Regions from separate parts of the Mus musculus genome. Here region 1 is linked to region 2. The links are chromatin contacts, called in public Hi-C maps. All regions are on one chromosome and are shown on one strand. The core of a region is the stretch at or near the end of the contact, and the rest is flanking DNA. Distances in the headings are between cores, read along the strand shown.

Region 1 (4,388 bases), core at 543-3,042, 110 kb after region 2:
GTAAATATTTAAAAGTAATACGCATTAACAAAATAAGCTAAATATTAAATATGCCACCTTATATTCTATTTTAATTTAATTTAACATCACATTATGGATATTATTCAGTATGGTTATCTTTTCTCTACTATACTTAGAGAACTGAATTTCTCCTGTCAAACATTTATGTTAGCCCATATTGATTTTCTTCTGGTTTTGGAAATAACACTACAATTTCAGTTTAGACATCTCTGACCACTTCCAGTGGGCATGAACCCCCACTGGAGCTGCTGGCTGAAAGAACATCTGATTTTACATAACACAGCTTAGCAGCCATGGTGAGGTAGTATGTCACGTTAGCCATCTCTGTCCTGTAAGGGAAGTACCAAGTACACACCTTTTTTCAACTGTCAGCATTATCTTCTAATTTTCTTCACTGTCGGTTGGATGAAGGATGGTTCCTCATTGAATTATTTTGTCTCTGGTGATTTAGTATTCTAGTTTCTCTCTCTCTCTCTCTTGCTCTCTCTCTCTCTCTCTCTCTCTCTCTATATATATATATATATATATATATATACATATATATGTTTTTTTCCATTTCTTTTGGGCTTGAATATGTTAGCCATCCAAATTCCATTGATATAAATATTCATCAATAAAGTGGTCTCCTTTTCTCATTAAATTGCAAGAGTGTTGCTAACACTGTAACTACCCATATTAAAAAAAAACATTTCCACCTAATTTGAGCAAAATAAGATGAGAATGATAGCTCAAAATTAATGTTATAAATTAGTACTGAGCGCTGGAGAGATGGCTCAGAGGTTAGAGCACTGGCTGCTTTTGCAGAGGATGGAGGCTCACTTCCCAGCACCCACATAGAGGTTCACAACCATCTGTAAGTCCAGTTCCAGGGAACCTGATGCCTTCTGGCTCTGTGTGCAATGCATACACATGTTCAACCAAGCCCAGGCAGAGAAACACACATACAGATAAAAAATAAATCTTTAAAAGTTTGGGATTGCTGGGCAGTGGTGGCGCACATCTTTTAATCCCAGCACTTGGGAGGCAGAGGCAGGTGGATTTCTGAATTTAAGGCCAGCCTGGTCTACAGAGTGAGTTCCAGGACAGCCATGGATACACAGAGAAATCCTGTCTCGAAAACAACAACAACAACAAACAAATAAACAAACAAAGAAAAAAGAAAAGAAAAGAAGAGAAAAGAAAAGAAATGTTTGGGATTGATATGACCACACACAGTTCAAGATACTGTGCCTGTTCCTGGGTGCAAGCATGGCACTGGATGGAAACCATGTGCCCTGGCCACACACAGTGCACCAAGGGAAACATGAAAATCAATAGCTAATCAATGCAACTGTGCCAAGCATAAGACATTTACCTGCTCTGTGGCTCCTCTGAGGAGGTGAGGAGATCCGTGATGTCACTGAATTTCTTGTTCATCTTTGCATACTCTGAACACATAGAACACACATGTACACATGCCCTCTGCTCTAGCATTCTTTTCTCCTGTCTCCAAAAGAGGCTGCTTGGCAGAAGATGGAGGCAGAGGGCCGTGCTGGCCTGCTGGAGCTGTCACATTGCCCATACATAGCATCTGAAATCTGTGTTCTGTTTGTTTGGCCTCCTGCCAGGCTAATGCATAGACACTGTGATGGTTTGAATATGCTTCGCCCAGGGAGTGGTGCCATTTGGAGGTGTGACCCTTTGGGAGTAGGTGTGGACTTGTTGAATGTGTCACAGTGAGCGTGACCTTTAAGACTCTCATCCTAGCTACCTGGAAGCCCGTCTTCTCCTAGCAGCCTTCAGATTGAGATGTAGAACTTTCAGCTCCCTTTGCATCATGCTTGCCTGGATGCTGCCTTGCTCCCACCTTGAACAGAACCTCTGAATATGTAAGCCAGCCCCAATTAAAATGTCCTTTATAAGAGTTACCTTGGTCATGGTGTCTATTCACAACAGTAAAATCCTTACTAAGACAGACATGCAGGCCAGGCTCAGCTGTTAGCTAACCATCCCACATTCCAGTGGCTTGTTTGGTTTATCCAAGACAGTGAAACAAGGACTGAGCCAGCAGGCAGATCAGAAACAATGAAAACAAATGCTCGTTTCAAACTAAATGAAAACTGGAAGTGTCTTCGTTAAATCAAAGTAAGAACAGAAAGTTAAAAATAAAATATTCATTTAATGTTCTGAAGTTTAAAAAACACGTACACTAGACAGAAGCACAGACACTTCTTTTCTAACACTGTCTGCTCTTTAAGGTCAGATTTTTTTTTTCCTTTCATACACACATAAAGTACCGATAGGGGTTACATGACACAAATAACAAAGGCAGCTGCATCTTTGCCCAGCACTTATCTGTGAAGGATGGTGCCACTGTGTTTGAGAATACAGAGTATGGGCTTAGCTGGCAGCCCGTTCCCTCACTAGTCATTCAGATGGGGGGATGCTTGCACGTTAGGAGGTGGGCAGTGTAGACTGCAGAGAACCATAGCAGGGATATGAATGGCCTACTTTGGACAACCACTATGATTATCGTTTGAATGTTAGTGCCTCTTCCACATTTTCTGGAGTGTAGTAGTGTTAAACAAAGCAAAACCATGTCTTTGATGGATAAATGAAAAGGGCGGAAATCTGGTACCTGAAGTTATTACCTTGGTAAAATAGGCTACACAGCGGGGTATAGTAGTGTAGGACTATGATGGCACCCCTTGCAAGGCCGAGTCATGAGGATTAGACCAACATTTCAACCCTTCAACCCCTCGGCTTTCTGCCACAGAAGGACACTCACAGCAAACCGCAGAACCTTCCAGAATGTAATCTGCTAGAATCTGGATGGGTTGTGGACTTACCAGCAAGCAGAACACTGAGGAGTATTTGTTGCTGGTCCTGAGAGACATCTCAGTGGGTAAAGATGCAAGACTGACATGAGCTTGACACCTACACCCCATCCAACACAAGAGCAAAGCTTGCACCAAAACCTTGAGTTTGGTCTTTGAGGTCTCCCTCCATTCTGTCCCCACCCCAGGTTGACACCTGGCACAAGGACAATGTTCTACTTCACTGTATTTTTAACTTTAAATGAACTCATCTAATTATCAAGTTTAGAGCTCAAGGAAGAATGTAATTTGCTCAGAGTGTCTGGAACAAATTACAGTTCCGAGCGAGGCTCCCTGAAGGACTCCGGTGGGACTGCTCCCAAGGGGCTTGTGAGAGTGCTTTATTCAGATCACGGGTAACAAAGTAGCACTGAGAGGCAATTACCTTGTGCCTGGGACCTCCAGACAGGAAGATAGTGATTATTTGGATAGGCAAGCTGGATCTTCATTTTATAAAGGCTTTTTTTTTTTTTTTTCTGCCCAAGCTTTTTTTTCTGCCCATATTTTCTCAAAAGAAAGCTTTTAGAGGCAGATTTTTTTTTTTGTTATGTCTTCTATTTTAAGATGTCTTTAACAAGTGGAGATGGACCTAAAATCGGCTCTGCTACTTCAGCTTTTCATTTACTACGAAGCCTCTATATACCCTAGAAGGTTCTTCCGGCTTACAGTTTGCTCCTTGGAGGATATTTTGGGTGCTTATGATGTTTTGTAATGAAGAGGCTGTTACTTGTTGGGTGGAGTCCTTGCACCTCTGCCGGGTGCTTTATGGTATGGAAAACAGTCCAGAGGAGTGTTTCATTTGAATGCTACAGCTCCGTATAAAAAGCACGAAGCTAAGATACCTCACAAGCGATCACAGCCTCTCACTTCCCGCTCTGTATTCATGGGTTCCGGTGTGCGGCAGGCAGTATCGCAGAGTAGGCGAAGGCAAGGAAGTAAGTAAGGGAGAAATCTGTGGACGAGAGTGACAAGGAGGGAGGGAAGAGCTTTCTGTATTCTCAGGACAGGCAACTTCCTGGGGGTATCACTGGGAAAAGCTGGCTGATGATCCACGAGTGCAAAGTGCCGTGTCGATGCAAGCTCGGAGTGTGATTTTGCTGCTGAGTAGCTGTGTAAACTTGGCAAAAATGTATGGAACTCAGAGATTGTTCTGATGATTAAATATGAATGGAAAACCTAACATAGAGTTTGGCACATTGCAAGAAGCCCATTAAGTATTAGTGTTCGTGTATAGTAGTTCTCTCAGGAAGAAACACACTGTGACCACCATTTTTAGGAGTCTTCATACTTCATACAGAATAGAAGGAGCGATGACCATACCAAAACAAACAAGCAAATAAATAAAGATTATTTAATAATCCAGAAATAAAGTCTTTAATCTATAATCTCATTATTCAATTTACTATCAACTGTAGGGATTTTAAGTTACTTTATAACAAGTTTAGAAAATAACCCTCTATCCAATGGTCTGAAAGGTTTTGTTTTGGTTTTTTAATCACCATTAGCATGATT
Region 2 (4,394 bases), core at 548-3,047:
CTTGAGGTGAGATGACGCACACCTTTAATCCAGCCAGATCTTCAGGCACGGCTTTAATGTGGGCCAAATCTTCTGCAGGAGGCCTACATAAGGGCAATGAAGAAGGAAGGGTTTGCTTTTCTTTGCCTGCTTGCATTCCCTTTGCCAGCATATCCATTGGGGACCACTTCTTCAGGATCCCAGCTTATCCTGAAGACCAGCCGAGACAATCAGCCTTGTGGGGCTGAGCAACTACCAGATGCTTGGACTTTCCATTCTCAGCGGCCCATTGGTATATATGGATTCATTCCATAAATTCTGTGACTCTAGAGAACCCTGACTAATACAGAAGAATGTCCTAGAGCAATTGCTTCATGCTTAGTACTCACAACAGAAGGCTGCAGGTCGGAAGCCAACTTACACACACACACACACACACACACACACACACACACACACAACACACACACGCCGCCCCCTCTCCCCCCGGGTGTGCAGGATGAATGTTCTCGAGAATCAGTTCTTATAGCACAGATAGCAGAAGAAGCTGGCAATCTCTCGAACCAGAGGAAGAATCATGCCCAGAGTTGTGAACAACTGTTCCTGTAGCCTAGACACAGAGTACCGTAGAGAACGAGTTTGAGTGCCACAGCTCTGCAGTACCTTGTTTGGGCCCCCGGGCGGGACAAAGCTTTTGCTTAATCCTTAGGTGAGGTGACAGACTGGTAGCCATGATTGATCAAAAGTTGGCTGCTTGACTAGTGGAAACCTAGCTAACTAAATTGGGTTTTGGTTACAAACACATGAAGTTGTGTTGAAGTTGACTAGCCAGGACTGAAAATACAGATGCATTCCCAGGCTAATGTTAATCTCACACTGTTGAGAAAGACGCATCTCCTATTCGGGCTTCGCTATTTGCATCTGAGGCTGTAGTAGGACACATTATCTTTGGAGTTACTGATATTTCTGAGTCCATTTTTGGATCCTGATCTAGTGGAGAATGGCATCCGTGTCCTTGTCTGAACTCTGCTTGCTCAATCAGTTGTCACTGCCATTACATTCTGGGCCCTGATGGGTAATAGGTAATTCTGGATTCCTCCCTGCCTTTTATGGTTAGGAGAAACTGAGAGCACTCTTGTAAGCTTTGTGAAATGCAATGCCAGCATGCACTAGCAGTCTGACTGGTACATTAAAGAAAGACATGGTGTCCATCCCAGGAACCTTTGGGAATCATTGGATACTTGCAAAAAGAGTCACCATGTCAGGGTAGAAGGAATAGAGACAGTGACGATAGGAGACTTATTACTACAAACTTGGAATACCTATTTACAATGCATCTCCAATGATTCCAGAAGGTTCCGATGACGAGGTCAGATCCCCAGGAGTTAGAGTTACAGATGTCCATCTGTAACAGCCATAGAGCTGTCCATCCCGTGTTCAGGGAACTGAACTTGTGTCTTCCAGAAGAGCAGCGAGTGCTCTTCACTGCTGAGCTATGTCCCCTATTCCCTTCATCTGCTCTATTTAAACTGGTGATCTCAGCACTTTGAATGACACCTATCAGGTAGCTGTTGAGTTACAAGGGGACGGCTATCGGTGTGAAAAAGGTGACTTTCTCTCTATGGTGACATCATGACAGCCGCTGAGATGCCCCCTACACCACCTCTCCCCACACCCCCATCACTGTCACCCACATACTGGAACCTGAGGTTAGGAAATGATTTTTCCTCTTTGCCTGGCATCCCACCCCAGTTCTCTCTCCTGGAGCATTGCCCCCTGAATTCCTTTCTCCCACCAGATGGCACTATGTCTTCAGTATTCAGAGCTACAGGTTTATTGAAATGAGGCTTCTTTGTTCTCCCTGCTACTCGAACCTTAACGAATGGGTTTAAAGACCTATTCCAGGCTAACATCATGAATACCTTTTTTTTTTTTTTTAAATGGCAGGCAGCCTAGCTATATGAAAGTTCGTGAAATATTTATAAAAGCCAACTAAAAAGGCAATAAAGACATTGATTTCTACAGCCAAAGCTGAGATTTTGATGTCACTGACAATCAATGTTAAGATGTTACCACTGGGCCCTTAATGCAAAAACTAAAAGAGATAAAGGAATGATAAACCAGGCTGGATGTGGCATGCATATGCATATGCATATGCATATGCATATACATATACATATACATATACATATACACATACACATACACATACACATACACATACACATACACATACACATACCCATACCCATACACATACATGTACCCATACACGTATACACACACACACACACACACACACACATACACACACACACATACATACATACACATATACACATACACATATGTATAACATACTATATCGTTTACATGGTCTCATCTATCAGGAAAACTTACAGAATTCAGGTTTGATGAAGAGCTTTGGGTGTTGCGCTCTGGGGTCTTCTGGCCACTGGTACCTCTGAGGTAGCCTGAAGTTCATGGAAGGAAAAGTCTGATTATTTCCCTCCCATAAGGACAGGGTCATTAGGTGTGGGCTTGAGGGTTTAGCTCCGGGTTTGTGCAGGCAAAGGGAACAGAGAAGTCACACACACACAATCATCCCCTCAGCTGACATGGAACTATAAGCAGCCTGGGCAACACACTTTCTAAGTCTACTTACTATTCTTCCAAAGTAGCTGCGAAGGCTCCTAGTTTCACAACATACCCCACAACCAGCAGCCTGGGAAGCTCTGAGGAGGTTTATATATATCTAACCTAGAGGCGTCTTGTTCAGTCATAAAACAATGTCTTGTCTGTAATTTTACTATTATTCCCAGGAAATCAGACCCTTAGATGGACAGGCTGAATGCTTCACAGATCTGATGGCTTCCCTCCGTGCATTCTCTCTTCTTATGAGTACATTAAATAATATTAATATATTTTTAGTAAGTGACTTTCTTGGAGAAATACTTCAGAGTTTGTTTTTTTTTTTCCTACTAATAAGACTTCCAGATAAACACATTACAAACCAACCTATGAATCAAATTCTTGATGGTAGCTATTTCCTCTTAACTTTGTTTAAATTTATCTCATACGGTACCCTTTGCAGCACTGCTAAATTCTTATATTATCTTAAAGAGGAGAAACATCAGTAAATTAAAAACACATTTTTTTTGTGAGTGGATTAATATGAACTGTCATCCATGTGAAAAGCAGTGCATAGCTATTGTGTAAAAACAAACATTTCCAATTTCTCCCTCTCAGAGTAATGCTAATGGCGTCATGCTGGTGGGCAGCGCTCTCTCTCTCTCTCTCTCTCTCTCTCTGAGATAATTGTCTAACTCACACATAACCCCTGATTCTTCTATGTGATCACTTGGTATTAGACTCCTATTAGGGACAATTAACAGGCACAGACTTAAGGGAAGTGAAAACAGATATAAAGAAAGCACATGGCAGAGACGGAGTACGGGGTAGAGATAAGAACTTGTGATCGCTGAGAGCAACAGGAGTCACAGACAGCACCCTCGTGTCTCGGCTTTGACCATGGGCCCTTCACTGATTACCAGAGAGGAAGGTTCAACTCCCAACCGTTTTCCTGACCAGCTGCCTACTATTTTGAGAAAAGCATGCTTATTTAGATCCCAGAACACACTGGTGGAATATGTCTTCTAAGGAAAATCCTAGAATTATGAATAACATGTTAAATGAATGAACACGTGGATCTATTTGCTCTTTTGGGTGTTCGTGTAAACCAGAGATGGAAGATAAGATCCTATGAACTTTGAGCCTTGAAAAGACAAAACTAATCGATTGTCCAGCTGTGCTTTGAGTGCCTCCAAGACTGTAGCACACAGACAGCTCTTATCCAGAACACATTAATCCAACTCAGTCCCCAGAGCTCAGACTTGGTGTCTCTGTCTGCATTTGCCTAATCTAAATATCTGAGTTGTTTCATGCTTTGAGCCTGTGTTATATATATCCAGACACCGATATACATACATATTTATCTATGTTTACCTTCAATGTTTATACCTGGTACAGTTCTTTGTATAAACATGCAACTGTCTGTATACATACGAAAATACAAAATATTAATTATTGGTATGCTCTTTAATGATGTTATAATGATCTTGATTTAATATTTCATATTTACTGTTTTTCAGTAACACATTTTATTTGGAGTCAGAAAAATGATATTACTATAAAATCCTAAATATCAAATAATTTGAAATTGTGTGTGTTCCTTGAGAAAGATTAATACCAGTATTTTTCTGAAGTGTTAACCAGTTTGGTAGAATCATTTTGTGTGTGTGTGTCAATCTGTCTTTTCTCTCTATAAAAATTATCATATGTTAGCTTACTAATCAGTGCCTGGTAAATTGGTAAGATTATCAAGTAGGCCATCACAGAAGACCGAATAAAGGGAC

The links. A called contact is a pair of places that touch in the nucleus more often than the background predicts.
Region 1: a contact with region 2 is called in a Hi-C map of cortical neurons, with 2.7 times the contacts expected there. The contact joins two enhancer-like sites. A contact is called at or near these places in 3 of 39 promoter capture datasets (embryonic stem cells, hippocampal neurons and pre-B cells), 1 of 15 datasets of contacts at CTCF or cohesin (pro-B cells), 9 of 484 Hi-C or Micro-C datasets (the AtT-20 cell line, cerebral cortex, cortical neurons and 4 more) and 2 of 9 other capture datasets (embryonic stem cells and liver).

Annotation. Positions count from the first base shown.
Region 1 is chr3:53,844,724-53,849,111 of GRCm38.p6, forward strand. No RefSeq gene overlaps it. Among named protein-coding and RNA genes, the nearest start is that of Gm24851, 3.5 kb to the left of the region's middle. Within about 2 kb of position 1,793, at least 8 of the 459 cell types and tissues checked have an H3K27ac peak or open chromatin away from gene starts, as enhancers often do. A contact at or near this core is called in cortical neurons, where this site is marked.
Region 2 is chr3:53,733,579-53,737,972 of GRCm38.p6, forward strand. Gm30735 (a long non-coding RNA gene) reads left to right here. Exons shown (of 5, transcript XR_867291.2): 5 at 1-4,188. Among named protein-coding and RNA genes, the nearest start is that of Gm30735, 33 kb to the left of the region's middle. Within about 2 kb of position 1,798, at least 9 of the 459 cell types and tissues checked have an H3K27ac peak or open chromatin away from gene starts, as enhancers often do. A contact at or near this core is called in cortical neurons, where this site is marked.